4 separate regions of the Gossypium hirsutum genome follow, and regions 1, 3 and 4 are each linked to region 2. A link is a contact called in public Hi-C data. All regions are on one chromosome and are shown on one strand. Each heading gives the region's core, a stretch centred on a gene start, on an enhancer-like site or on the middle of the called end of the contact. The rest is flanking DNA. Distances are from core to core; before and after follow the strand shown. Region 1 holds the start of LOC107926652. Region 2 holds the start of LOC107927068 (60S ribosomal protein L22-2). Region 3 holds the start of LOC107927789 (phytochrome A-associated F-box protein). Region 4 holds the start of LOC107926893 (U1 small nuclear ribonucleoprotein A).

Region 1 (3,456 bases), core at 776-3,275, 230 kb after region 2:
GAAAGATAACAAGTGTCAACACACAAATAGCCTGGACATGGTTTCTGGGGCATCTACTGAATTGAACCTCAACATCGACAATCCTAAACCCAAGAGTAGCTTTATACGAACAAAGACCATCGTCAATTACTGCACCAGGTTTGATAGCTTTAAGTGCTCATAAAATGGCATCCTACCACTCATTTTCACTTGAATGCAGCAAGTAACAACACTACGCCCAATAGGGCTACCTCAACCAGTTACATATTTCGAACCTGGCAAAGCTTTAACAATCATGTGATCAGTACCCTGATCACATAAGCGGACCATTATATAACTATCACTACTCAGGATATGCAGTCTTCTATAGATATTGAAGCTAAGAGAATTTTCTAGGCAATAAAAAACTTCATAGCAAGCAACTTAAAAAGACAATTTTTCCCATTGAAGTTTTCTGCTACAGGGTGTCTGCAGAATGCGTAACAAAGATCTTTCCTATAGTTCCATACTGTTAAGTTCATATAGATAGTCTCAAAATAGCACTTTAAAAGTTTTAACGAGTTTGGATAGTGATTCTAAGCTCTGATTACAATTCTCACTTCCACATATTACTTATCCCCAGTCCTCAATGACTACTTCAGTTCCCACAGCATTTGCTATTGCGATCTCTGCTATAGTCCTCCATTCTGCCCTCTTTACCTCATTCCAACTCTTCATTTTTCTTGAAATATCAGATACATAAGGATACTAAGATCAACCTAGAAGTATATATATCTGAAAAAAGACTAGAAAAACATCAACCTGCCTGTGTTGTACTCATACCCGATATTTGATGCTTAGCCACGAATCTTATCAACATAGCTTAATAGTTACAGGAAATCACTGTTCCGAAGTTGTTTAGAGTACATGATCTTGTGAATAACTTCTATAGTAGAATGCAGAATAACAGGATGGGGATCTGTTTAACATGGTCTTAGCATTCTAAACTATCTGGCTCGTAGCATTAATAAGGGTTGCACTAATGTTTTAACCTATTCTACATTATCTTGCTTTATCTTGCTCATATCACTAACGTGTGGTTGATCAGTTCTTCCCTAAACCAAGCATTTAAAGGATGAAACCAATACCAACCACATAAACAGCAACAAATAAATATGAGTTCAAGGTCTAAACCCATTAAAAAAGTTGAGTCCATCAATTTCGATTAACTAAAAACCCAATTCAATTTAAACCAAGGTTCATACAAATCCGTTTTTCATGAACCTCTGTAGTTAATTTATTCTACCCCCACAAATTCCTCTAAATTGAAGGAAAAGAAGACTTAATTCTAAGTTTGCTTACTTTCCCATTACTATTAGCGCAATCCAATCCGCAGCCGCACTGTGGGCACTCGTAAAAGTTGTCAATAGGAAAGCTAGCAGATGCAATCCCCACCGAAAATTCCAGCTCATCTTCATCTCTAACAACCTCCACGATGTTGAGCCATAAAAACAGGATCTTGACACTGATCCCACTCAGGTTTTTGAGCCTGTTGTTGGAGATGATCCCGCTGATCGTGGATTTGTATTTGAGTTGATAAGACCCTTCCAGTGAGAAGCTACACGAACCCTCTAAGTAGGCATGGAACCGACCGGTGGATTCATCTAATTTGTACTTTAAGACGCCTTGGGGGAGAAGCCCAACGGGGAAGTTGTAGCCTTGGAGGACTTCGTAGGGTGAAAGGGAGTCGCCGGTGAGGTTGAGGGGGGATGACGTGGCCAGTGGGGTGTGGAGGAAGAGGAGGAGGAGGGCGGCTGTGAAAGTGGCGGTGGGCGGAAGGAAAGCCATTGCTTTGTTTGGGTTAGGCAGCGAAAGAGGACAGTGGAGGAAGAAGAGGGGAAAGGAGATGCCTTGTTACCGAGTGCGTGTCGGGGGGTTGGCCGCTTTGGTTAATGAGTAATGAGTGATGAGTGATGAGTGATGAGTAATGATTGACTTTAAGGGAGGAAAGGGCCACATGGTATTTGGCTGTCTTGGAGCACGTTGTTAACCGGAAATGAGACAAATCGGGACGCAAATTTCTGAAGCGGTGACTAAGCTATTATTCTTTGTGTACGCTTAACAGGGTTAATTGGCTAATTATATTAATCATTTAATAATCAATATTATATTAATCAAATTTTTTAAGTCCATTTTACATTTAAAATACATCATGTATTACTACATTATTTAATATGTAAAAAAAATTCTTTTAGTATCTATCTTTAATAGACCTACAGAATACTGATGATTAATTACTAGACTTATTCCAACAGATTCTTTGAGAAATAAAATAAAATAAATCCTTTTAAATTTTAATGATACGCCCCTTTTCATATTTTAGATTCAATTTGTTTATAAAATGAGTAGAATTTAATTTGTGTGTTTTCAATGTGCTTCATTGTAGCATTTAATAAACAAATTAATAATTAGTCTTATAGAAAGATTTAATTGATACAATATTAATATTTTAAGAATTCAATTATAATATTTTAAAGTTTAAGAATTCATTTAAAATTTGAATGATAGTTTGAAAACCTTTTATAGAATTAACCCTTAAAAACATTTTTTTTCAAAATAATTTATATTTCGTTGATTTACATTTTATTTATTTATCAATTATTAGAGAATAAAATAACACCATCTTCAAAATCACAAGGTGAATTGCATGGTATATTAGTTGTAAACGATGTCTCAATATTTCTCACTTTATTTACTAATGACAATTTTTTGCTCTTTTGGGCCACTGATTCTGAATGTACAGTGGTAAGGAGATACTCTGTGAGACGACGTCAGGACTAGCAATTAACTTTGTGAAGTCAGGAATCATGTTTAGTTCAAACACTAGTGGCACCATTCAAGATTCGGTTAAATCTATGTTGGGCATTAATAGCCCTATTGATCATAGGCGTTATCTCGAGCTTCCTTCGTTGGTGGGTCGTAACAAGTGGCAAGCCTTTGCTTTTATCAAGAAGCATATTAGTAAATGCATTTTTCATTGGCAAAATAAGCTATTGTCTTGGGTAGGTAAAAAGGTCTTGATAAAGAATGTTACTCAATGTGTTCTCGTGTATAACATGAGTGTGTTTTTGTTGCTTGTGCCTTTATGTGCTAAGTTGCATAGAATGTTGAACTTGTTCTGGTGGGGGTTCTAGTTGAAATTGTCGTAAAGGAGTTCACTGGACGATGTGGGATCGTCTATGCGTCCCTAAGAAGTGGGGCGACATAGGATTTATAGACTTTTATTGTTTTACCTTGGCGTTATTGGGAAAGCAGGTTGTGGATTGGTTTCAAATCCAAATAGTTTAGTTAGTCGTTTCTTTAAGGCTAAATATTTTTCGAGTTGTAGTCTTTTTGAAGCTGATGAGGTTACCAATTAATCTTTTATTTGACAAAGTTTAATTGTTACACGTCATATTGTGCATATCGGAATTCAATAGAGAGTTGGTAATGGGTGTG
Region 2 (3,461 bases), core at 739-3,238:
GCTCACACAAGCTAAAATTACATCAGGTTACCCGTCCGAGCTAAACCTATGTTACATATAACTCAAGAATTTGTAACAAATGCCAAATCTCATTATAACATGTATAATCTTTGGTCAAGCGTGCGTATAACCCTATTGACATGCCAATTGTATCATAGTCTTTTACTAGGTTCACACAGACAACATTTATACATAAATGCATTATCATACCTGTAATCATTCTTATTTACTTGTCATACCCTGTGTTCAGTCACATTTGCATTTTCGTAACTTGTACACTATTCTATCGTATGACATTCATTTATCTCATTTCATTTCAAATTAGTCCAATTCATATATATATAATTTCACATTAAATTTTAGAATCACATATCAAAATGTCATCAACCCACAATTAACTCATATCATATACATGTTCAATTCATTCTCATATTTTATATCATACTCCCAATAAATCATAATAATTTTTATTTCATTCAAATTAGTCCACTATTTTGGCAATCAATATCTATCATAGCAATTTAATTCATACGATCGTTACTAAGTCACTTTGATATTCAATAATGAAATATGATGTGAATATACAAAGAAACAAATTGTTCTCGAATCATAAAAGCACAAACTGATATCTTGCATCACTCAACGACGTCTCTTGTTTTTCCTTTCCCTTTTGACGACCTGAAGTCGTTGTCGCTATATTCAATAATTCAATAAATAAAGAAACATTAGATTTCATTCATTCCACATCCAAATACAAACCCACATATATTAAATTTTATTCAATTTAGTCCCTAAACTCAGGATAAACTTAACTTCGATTCCTAGCATCAGATTAAAATCTGATTTCATATATTTTCATTAGGGACCTTATATTTTCTATTTATAACATAATTTCATGATAGATTTTACATTTATTCAATTTGGTTCCCAATGTAACAAACTTAACAAACAAGATAAATTAACTTTACAATTTAGTCCTTTTAATAATCTAAGCTTAAAATCTATCAATTTCAAACCTAATTCGTCAATTAATCAACAATGAAAGCTTTCCAAAACCTTATCAATTTACCAAATTGGTACATAAGCTAGTTAAATCAAGCTTCCATGATCACAAGTCTATAAAAATTGCAAGAAAATGGCTTGATTTCACTTACCAAATTAATGGCTGAATACCTACAATTTCGAAAGCTTTCGTTTGGTTTTTCTTTCTTATTTGGACGGTAGATAAATGAAATGAAGGAGATGATACTATTTTCTCCTCTAGTTTTAACTTATATAGTTAATTAAAATTAATTAATTTGATTTAATTAAATATAATCAACTTTAATTTCTAATTAAGCTTAATGGTTTCTCACATAATCATCCACCATCAACAAATTAAAAATGGTTTAATTACCATTTTGGACCTTTGTTTAATTTCTATTTAGGTCCTCAAATCTTGTGTTAATTAAAATTTAATAACAATTAAATTTTTATAATTTAGTCCTTGAGGCTTAATTAATCACATTTTCGGTTAAATTGTTCAGTCAAACTTCAACATATTTTTATAATAACCCCGAAAATATTTTTATTTAATATTTACGGACGTGGTTTATGAAAATTAGGTTTTGAAATCGCATTTTCTCACACCATTGAATTTCGAGTCGTTATAGGAACCGAACCGAATTCTATTTTTTATTTAATATAAAATAATTTAAATTTTTATTATATAAAAATAAATATTTTTTATTTAAAATAGTGAAAATAATTTAAAATTTTGTTAAATAATATTTAAAAGTTATAAAATAAAATATGTTTTGTCAAAATAAGTCTAAAAATTCAAAACAAAAAATTAATATGAAAAAAGTCAAAAACTAAATCAAGAGGAACCAAATTATAATAGATGATTCATAAAATATAAAAAAATTCGACCCTACCAAACCGATATCACGTTTACTATTAGAATTAATTACACAATTTAAAATCCAGGTTCATTCACTGAATAATTTGGGCCATAAGAATTGACTTTACATTGGATGGTCGCATCAGTATCCGTTTTTTCATTTAAGCAGAGAAAGGCCGAAACCTTAGCCAAGCTAAAAAGCCCAACTCTTACACTCCAAAACTGAAAAACCCTAGTGTGGAATCCATATATTCTTTACCCTCTGCACCAAGCATTTGTGACATCGCCGTCTTCAATAACGAAGATACAGAGCTAAGGTACTCTCTCTCTCTTCGCTCTCCCTCTATTACTGCTGTTAGTCTTAGTCTTTCTCTTGTTTTTCTTTTTAATTGATTTGACCAAGTGAAAACGCAGTGAGTTGGTGTGAGGATGAGTCGTGGTGCAGCAGCTGGAGCTAAGGGAAAGAAGAAGGGAGCCTCCTTCACCATCGACTGTGCGAAGCCGGTTGAGGATAAGATCATGGACATCGCTTCTTTGGAGAAGTTTCTTCAGGAAAGGATCAAGGTTGGTGGCAAAGCCGGTGCTCTAGGTGACTCCGTCACTGTCACCCGCGACAAGACCCGTATCACCGTTACCTCTGACTCCAACTTCTCTAAGCGGTACTTTCTCCATTTCTCTTTTGATCTTTTGGTTGTATTATTTGAACCACTCGTATATATAGATCTTAAAGTTTGTTTGAATCTTAAGCAACCAAAAATGGCAGAAATCTTTTAGATTTAGGGTTAATTTAAGGTCGATGATGACAAGTTTTAAGGCTTGTTTCTCAAAACATTCGCAGTGGCCGCCTGAGAGCTTTCGCCTTCGCCGGGCTTGAGAGCTTCTGCTGCTTTAATCCTTCCTTGGATGTCTGAGGCCTTGCTAGTTGATACTCTCGTCTTTACTTAGTAGGGGAATGGCTTTTTGTTTGCTTTATAATTTTAATTGAATCCTTTTAAAGATATGACTTCTTTTATTAGATAAAGACAGATAAAGCGTTTTGGTTTATGACCAATGATGACAATTCTTTTGCATTGTTTCTTCCTTGATTGTGTACACTTTTTTCTGTGGTATTTGGTTCTTTGTTTTAAAGGGCAAAGAACCATCTTTTAATTTGAGTTTTGGCTGACGGTTGCTTGGTTTTTAGGTACCTTAAATACTTGACTAAGAAGTACTTGAAGAAGCACAACGTCCGGGATTGGCTTCGGGTGATTGCTTCCAACAAGGACCGTAATGTTTATGAACTCCGCTACTTCAATATTGCTGAGAATGAAGGGGAAGAGGAAGAATGAGCAATCAGTTCAGTTACTTTTCTCTGTTACCTATCTGGTTTATTAGTTCAGAGGAAACTTGTTTGTGTCAAATCGTTGGACTTGTTTGGGTTTGCTTTTTGACCCTTGGCTTTATTTTCAATGAAGTTTTGGTTGCTGATAGTTAAATTTTTTGTTTATGTATTAATATATTAGATTCTATAAAAGAAGGATGCATATTTCTTTTCATGAGTTGATTGTTTAGAGCTCTCAATTCACTGATATGCTCATGG
Region 3 (3,307 bases), core at 340-2,839, 180 kb before region 2:
CCGATTCCTTTCTGTAATCATTCCTGGAATTTGAGACTGATCTTCCTATGTTTGATGCCCTAGATGTTGCTTCCATTGGACTTGATTGGATGCTGTTGACCTGGAGCTCCTGAAAGCCTGCAGCAATTTATTCAGAAAATAAATTGATTTTATTTTCGATGCCAGCTTTATCTTGTTTAACCCCATCTGTTACTGTTGCTAAACTCAGTGCTTGCTGCCGGACTGGGTTACGTGAAACCGCATTAATGGTCTCTCTTTTGTTAGAAATTAAATGCCCTTGTAGGTTTATTATATCCCCTTTCTGGCCTGGATTTTTGTTGGTCTAAGAGGAGTCTGTAGCTTGGGTTCTTAATTTTGACCCGTCAGTGTGGTGCGAGATTTGGTCCTTGTGCATAGGGCCATCTTTTCTTCCTGGACCCAACACGATAGGGCCTGGTTGGATATGTAAAGTACCACTTTCTATTTCCTCTTCATGGGCTTTGGAAGACCCATCGTCATCTAGGGTTTCCAACACCTGGAATCTTGAGTTCCTTTCTGCCCCGGCTGTGCTTCCTCCGTCAACCTTCCGTCCTACTTTGCCAGTTTTTCTTGCCTTTTTTTCAACAAGCATCCACGGCCGTAGCCACCGCGACTGGAGTTCTCGTCTTTATTTTCCCTCATGGTGAGACTCTGTTTCGGTTTATCTCCTGGACTGCCTTCTCCAAATCCTTCTAATCCCTTCTCTCATTTGGGCCATATTTCTTTTGTGTGTCCATAGTGCCCACACTGGAAACACACCATTAGGAGTTGTTCATACTCGATTCGTTGAGTAAAACCATTGATCATAACATGAGAAATCAAGGGTTTGTCTAGATTAACGAAAACCGCCATCCTCGCAAATCTTCCTCTTACACCGTTATCGGTGTTGAAATCAAGCTTTACGACTTTTCCGATCGTCGCCCCGATTTCTCGTAGAACTTGCCATTTATACATATGGCCAGGTAATCTAGGAAGTCAGATCCAAACTATGACTGTGCTTGGGTACGGTTGAATGGGGTTGAAGTCTATAGTCCATGGTTATACTGTTAAGTACTGACCAAAAATAACCCGAGGCCCTTGGCACAACGCCTTCTCAAAATCTTCTGAGTTTTTGAATTTTGCTAGAAAATACCCGTTTTCCACGTCCATTAGCCGGAATGGTTGAGAGGGTTTCCAAAGCGAATTTACCTTTGTTTTGCAGTGCATTATAACCTATATTTCTCCCCAATAGTTTAATTACTACTGTGAATTCCATGTGTTTAATGAGGATTTGGTTGATTCGATCAGAAAATTTAATCGAAGCAATGCCATCGATTGTTGAACGTTCCACGTCTTCTTCCAATAACTCAAAGTCCTCATCTTCGTCCAAACCTATTGCGATTGTTGTTTTCTCATTCGAGTAAAGCCCTCTGCCCATCAGTCGGTCTTTCCAAGAAAGAGATTTTCCAATTTCTTGTGTAGCTTCCATTGCGACATCCTGATTTTCCTCGATTTCTCGTATTCTAACTTTCTTTGTTGATCTACTCGCTGGTTTGCCTTCATCATTGCCATCGTGTTCCGTAAGGTCCATCGTTTTCTGTTATACAACTTTAAAAATAAAGAATATTTAAATCTAGTAGTCTGTTAACTAATTTCTAATTGATGATCAACTTATTAAAATTTAAGATTAATATACAAAAGTTAATTCTCCAAATCAGTTTTAAGATTATAACCGCCTATAAATCGGGATTAGGTTTACTTAAAAACCCTAAAATAAGGTATTATAATTTTAACGACCATTAAATTTAATTTCTTTACAAATAACACTTGAAGCCAATAATAAAATTAAAAAAAAAATAGATCCAAACTCAATCAAATAAAATTAAAAAAAAATTATTTATAAAAAATTTCAAAGATTATAACTTTCAAAATTTAATAAATAAAATTCTTTTATTTGATCCAAAATAAAAATTTTACATCTCTTTGTTTATCGCATGATATAATATAATTTAGGCATAATTATTATTATTTTTGGCCCTCTTAACTTTATATAAAAAGATCATTTTAGAATTTCATTTAATTTTTTTATCTTTTTAACTTTTAAATTTACATTTTTTGTCAAATCATCCAAAATGAATGAAAAATTTAGCTTCTGTTAACTTTGTTGACATAGCGACATACACGTGGATGACATGTCAATATTTAATTAATTTTTATAATTTTTTTTAATAATTAATGTAATTAAATTATATAAACTAATCAAACTGCTCAAACTAATTACTTGACCGATTCAACCACCGATTCAATTCTGAAAATTTTGTTTAAAACTGAGGAAAGTAACTTAAAATAAGCTCTCTTTTTTTCCTTAATCTTCCACTCACCTTATAAATAAGCAATCAATATAAAAAATGAATAATCATCATGAACTCATAGAAATATGATCTGTTTTTCTTTTTTTACCACGCTTGCTTCTAAGGAGGACATCCATGTCACACAAGGATATGTGCTCATAGTAAAAACAGGATAGGTTACCGTTCAATCAATTCAATTAAATAAATTATTATTAAAAATTCATAAAAGAAATTTTTTTTAAAAGAACTAATTCTGAAGCTGATTCAATCGATTCATACCGGTTTACAAATTAATCAGTTTAATCTCTCTCTCCAAATTAGTATCCCAATCAATTTCTGATCCAATCAGTTCTGATCCAATCAGTTTAATTCGATTTAAACAATAATGCTCCAGCTGAACTAAAATAAAATTCTCAGAATTTGAAAATTAAAGTCGCAAATATTGCTGTCACATCCAGGTCTAGTGATGAAAGATTAACCATTGCCTCTGTTGCACGGGCTCAAAACAACAGTCTCCATTCCAAGGAACAGGAAATATAGGAAAGATCCAACAAAAATACAACAATCTCCATGCATTATTTTTCTTGGAAATTTGAATGATCACAAATTATCATCATGCATGATGGTGAACACCATCTCCGCCATCCTTTTCTTTTCGTGCGGCAGCTCTTATTTTTCGTTGCTCTTCCTTGTAAATCCTATTTCTTCGCTGAAACTGCAATAATTATCAACATTGAACAAAATGGATGTCAATATATGAAATGAATCATAGCGCCATTGAATCAAACATCCACGTTGTTGTCACCACCACGAATCATGGGATGAAATCATGAGATCTAAATTTATGAGGGGCCATGTCGAAATATAAAATGTCTGATTTTCTTTACCATTGACCTAAGCTCACATCTAACAGGGTTTTTGGAACCAACAAGTTGGTTGAAGCGGTAGAGGCCTTCCCC
Region 4 (3,479 bases), core at 167-2,666, 140 kb after region 2:
GTGCACCAAAGGTAACAATGCCGGCAAAACTAATGACTTAATTGGTGGGGCAAAAGAAAATAAAAGTCAGAAGAGGAAGGAGCTGAAGGAGGGAGATTTATTTTGACATTAAGGCAATTTATAATGCATCTAAATGGGCATGTCAAATTGATCAGCAACATCTCAATAGTAAGCCATGCAAAATTAGAAGGCAGGTCTAAAAAACTCAAGGCTATAAATCCAAGTAGAAGTAAAGAATCTATTATTAACAACATTTGTAGCAATACTAATTGCATGCACATACATAGACAATGGCATGCAACAACACCGATATTACTTGCTCAATTGTTAGCGTTTCTAACCAAAGGTGAAAGAAAAAGTGGAAAGTACCCTTTTCGTCATGCCTCTTTCGCTTCTCTCGGGGGACAAAAGAGCCATCTGCTTTTGCTATTATGTCAGATTTAGTCTTTGCATATTGTATTCTCTGCAAATAATTGCACGTTACATACATTATTCACAGTAGCAAAGGTTTTAATGCTTTATGGAAGCAGAGAACACAGTTAACATGAATCACCGGAATACAAAGAAAATCCACTTTGGTGTCCATAAATACTTCATATACTTCTGATTTTTTATTTTTTTTTTACTTTCGACATAGTAAAAGAAACCCAGTCATTTGATGCATTTTCCACTAACAACAAAAGGCTAACAAACCAATATAGTCAAATATAAAAGAAGAATCTGAACAAAGAAATCAATTGAAAACCCAGAAGAAACAAAATTGTCGAATATGCAGAGGTAGAAAAAATTCGAAAAAAAAAATACTGCGTATACCATTTCCTTGTCGTAAAAAGGAAAGCCCTGCATTCGCCCAAGAGCATTGGTAGCGGAGGTAACATCCTCGAAAATAACCCAAGCTTGACCTTTATGTTTCAGAGTTTTAAATGCTAACACATCCAATATCTTCCCAAATTGTGAAAAGACAGCGTGCAACGATTTCTTCAACTCTGCAAACATCATTCAAGGAAAAAAAAAGTAAGAAGAAAAAATCAATGTAAATCCATTTTAATTTGAATAAAGAATTGAAATAAGTACGGTCGATTTTGATCTTCTCGTTGAGATTGTTAATGTATAATGTCATATTGGGAGGAATTTCTTCATCCTGACTAATCTCCGCCATGTTTCCCCCTGGCTCAAGCTCTAACCACAATCAAGCAGCAATGAATGAGTGAGACGAGCAAAACGGAGGTTTAACTTGGGTTTTTTTTTTTTAGGGTCAAACTGCCCTAATCGGTTGCAGAAGAGTTGACAGGGAAGATCCGGAAAGGTTGAGATAAGATTGGGCTGAGATGGATCACTTTTCCTCGATTAGGGCCAATGGCCATGCTCTTTGGGTATTTGGGCAGGGTTCGCTTTGACAGTAACCATTAAAATGATAGATACGAGAATCATCTACTAATCTCTAAGATTAAGATACCAACATAATAAGCATGTCCAAGTCTCATCCCAAATTAGGATCCACAAATCTCTGTAGGAATAAGTCTGGAAAGTCAATTTTTTGAGTAATTTCATAGATTTTACATCAATTCATTATCAAATCAAAAGCTTTATTTTTTCCTTTCAAGCTAAATGATTTTTTATTCTAATATTTAATTATTTTTTAAAAAAAGTATGCTATTATTTGCAATGATTCGTTAAAAATAACGTTTTTGGGTATAATTAAAATGCATTAATTTATTGATTCAAATATCACGATGAAAAATTTTCAAATGATAATTAAAATATTTTAAATAAATGTCACGTATAATATAATTTTATTATATGTAATTAATGTAAAGTAATATTTTTTTTCAAATTAGTAACTAATTAACTTTGATGTTTTAACAAGTAATTATTCTATTTGATATCAATAAAATATAAATTTAGAAATAAGATAAAAGGTGAGAAGTTTCGTAATCAAACTCGTGTTTATATATGTAAGTTTGTTGGCCCTAAAATCTTGATTGTTGGGGATACTTCTAGGCAAGATTACCAAATATTGATAGGTGGTTGTTAGGTCAAGTGTTCTCTGATTAGCTGCTAAATAAGTTGAATGCCTTGGTCTAATAAATATTGGATCATGCTTAACTTATAATATGATATAACAATGTGAAAAATAATTAATTTGATATATTAATACTACAAAACAAAATTAAATATGGTAAAAGGATTATAGAGGTAGTGGATATCAATAAAAATAAAGATAAATTTGGATATTCATGTAAGAATAGTGGACTAAAGTGGATAAGACAATTATCAATACGTCATTCAATTGCAATCTCTATTCAAGTGTTTTGAGATTTTGATAAAAATGGATTAAATTTGGGTAAGGCAAAGTGGAGTAGCTGGCAACACTATGATTTTTTTTTATTGAGTTGGTGTTATTCATTAATAAAATTTAATTTAGTTAGAGAATTATTTAAAAAAATTATCTTATTTCCAAAGTAAATTATATGATTGTGAGAGTATTTTTGTCTTTTTATATAAATCAATAAAAAATTATCCATAATGATATTTGAACTATGGACACTATACATATAAAACTTTTTCATTTACCATTTGAACTGAGATAATTTTTAATTTTTATTTGAAACTTTAATAAGTGTGTTTAGTACCAATAAAGGCTTATTTCCTAAATTATTTACAGAAATGGGCCATTTTTAAAAATAATAACGGGTATGGATCGAAAACTACAAAAATACGTTGACATGGACGCATTTTTAGGAGATAACCCAGAAAAACGCTTCCACATCAGCGCTTTTTTCCTTGTGTCAAGCACAAGCGCTTTGACGTGGACGCGCTTTTGGCCATGTAATCCTCAGTGGGTTATTTGCTAATTAGGGCCTAAGTTTAAGGTTCTTGAGTTTGATTAGGGTTTAGGAATTTTTAAATTAAAGTATTAGGTTTTTAATTGTTTAGGGTTTTAGGGTTTAACTTTTTTAATTGCTAAGTATTGTTCTAGAAAAAATAATTTTGACAAGATGGGTTCTGAAAAAATAAATTTGATGTGATGTGTTTTGAAAAAATTATTTTAATAAGATGGATTTTGTTTTTATTTTTGAAAAAATGCTTTAAGTAGGATGAATGGTTAGTAATAGTATAGAAAAAGCTTCCAGCTGGACGCTTTTTTTGTACTTATGATTCTGAAAAAATATTTTTGAGAAGATGGTTCTGAAAAAATATCCCGGGATTCCTGGAAAATCTAATAGTGGGGTTGAAAAACAAAATTAACCCTTACCATTTTCATTTGGTCAGCGGAGATATGTTTATCATCGAGACGAATTAATTACTAGGTCATTGCTAACACGATCAAATTTCTTAGAAATTATAAAAATAATAACAATTCAGACAAAAATTAAAAATTTAAAAGCTTTGAGAGCTTTTTTGAGAAATTTAGAGAGAAAATTGGAAGAATAATAGAATTTGGTGCGAAAAATGAGTTGTGGGTTTATACTTTCTTT

The links. A called contact is a pair of places that touch in the nucleus more often than the background predicts.
Region 1: a Hi-C map of leaf shows a contact between it and region 2, with 1.6 times the contacts expected there. The contact joins the promoter of LOC107926652 here to the promoter of LOC107927068 in region 2. A contact is called at or near these places in 5 of 34 Hi-C or Micro-C datasets (hypocotyl and leaf).
Region 3: a contact with region 2 is called in a Hi-C map of leaf, with 2.4 times the contacts expected there. The contact joins the promoter of LOC107927789 here to the promoter of LOC107927068 in region 2. A contact is called at or near these places in 4 of 34 Hi-C or Micro-C datasets (leaf and petal).
Region 4: a contact with region 2 is called in a Hi-C map of leaf, with 2.9 times the contacts expected there. The contact joins the promoter of LOC107926893 here to the promoter of LOC107927068 in region 2. A contact is called at or near these places in 9 of 34 Hi-C or Micro-C datasets (fibers, hypocotyl, leaf and 2 more).

Annotation. Positions count from the first base shown.
Region 1 is chrA08:17,167,519-17,170,974 of Gossypium_hirsutum_v2.1, forward strand. LOC107926652 reads right to left here and starts at 2,026. Exons shown (of 1, transcript XM_016857574.2): 1 at 1,156-2,026. The coding sequence starts at 1,806. The coding sequence ends at 1,279.
Region 2 is chrA08:16,935,148-16,938,608 of Gossypium_hirsutum_v2.1, forward strand. It overlaps LOC107927068 (60S ribosomal protein L22-2), which reads left to right and starts at 1,989. Exons shown (of 3, transcript XM_016858070.2): 1 at 1,989-2,199; 2 at 2,297-2,541; 3 at 3,066-3,417. The coding sequence starts at 2,312. The coding sequence ends at 3,210. LOC121205551 (small nucleolar RNA SNORD14) reads left to right here and starts at 2,674; the gene lies at 2,674-2,797.
Region 3 is chrA08:16,759,957-16,763,263 of Gossypium_hirsutum_v2.1, forward strand. LOC107927789 (phytochrome A-associated F-box protein) reads right to left here and starts at 1,590. Exons shown (of 2, transcript XM_041074767.1): 1 at 1-1,590. LOC107927694 (NADH dehydrogenase [ubiquinone] iron-sulfur protein 5-B) reads right to left here. Exons shown (of 2, transcript XM_016858832.2): 2 at 2,749-3,063. The coding sequence ends at 2,962.
Region 4 is chrA08:17,071,566-17,075,044 of Gossypium_hirsutum_v2.1, forward strand. It overlaps LOC107926893 (U1 small nuclear ribonucleoprotein A), which reads right to left and starts at 1,417. Exons shown (of 5, transcript XM_016857870.2): 1 at 1,075-1,417; 2 at 814-986; 3 at 370-463. The coding sequence starts at 1,159.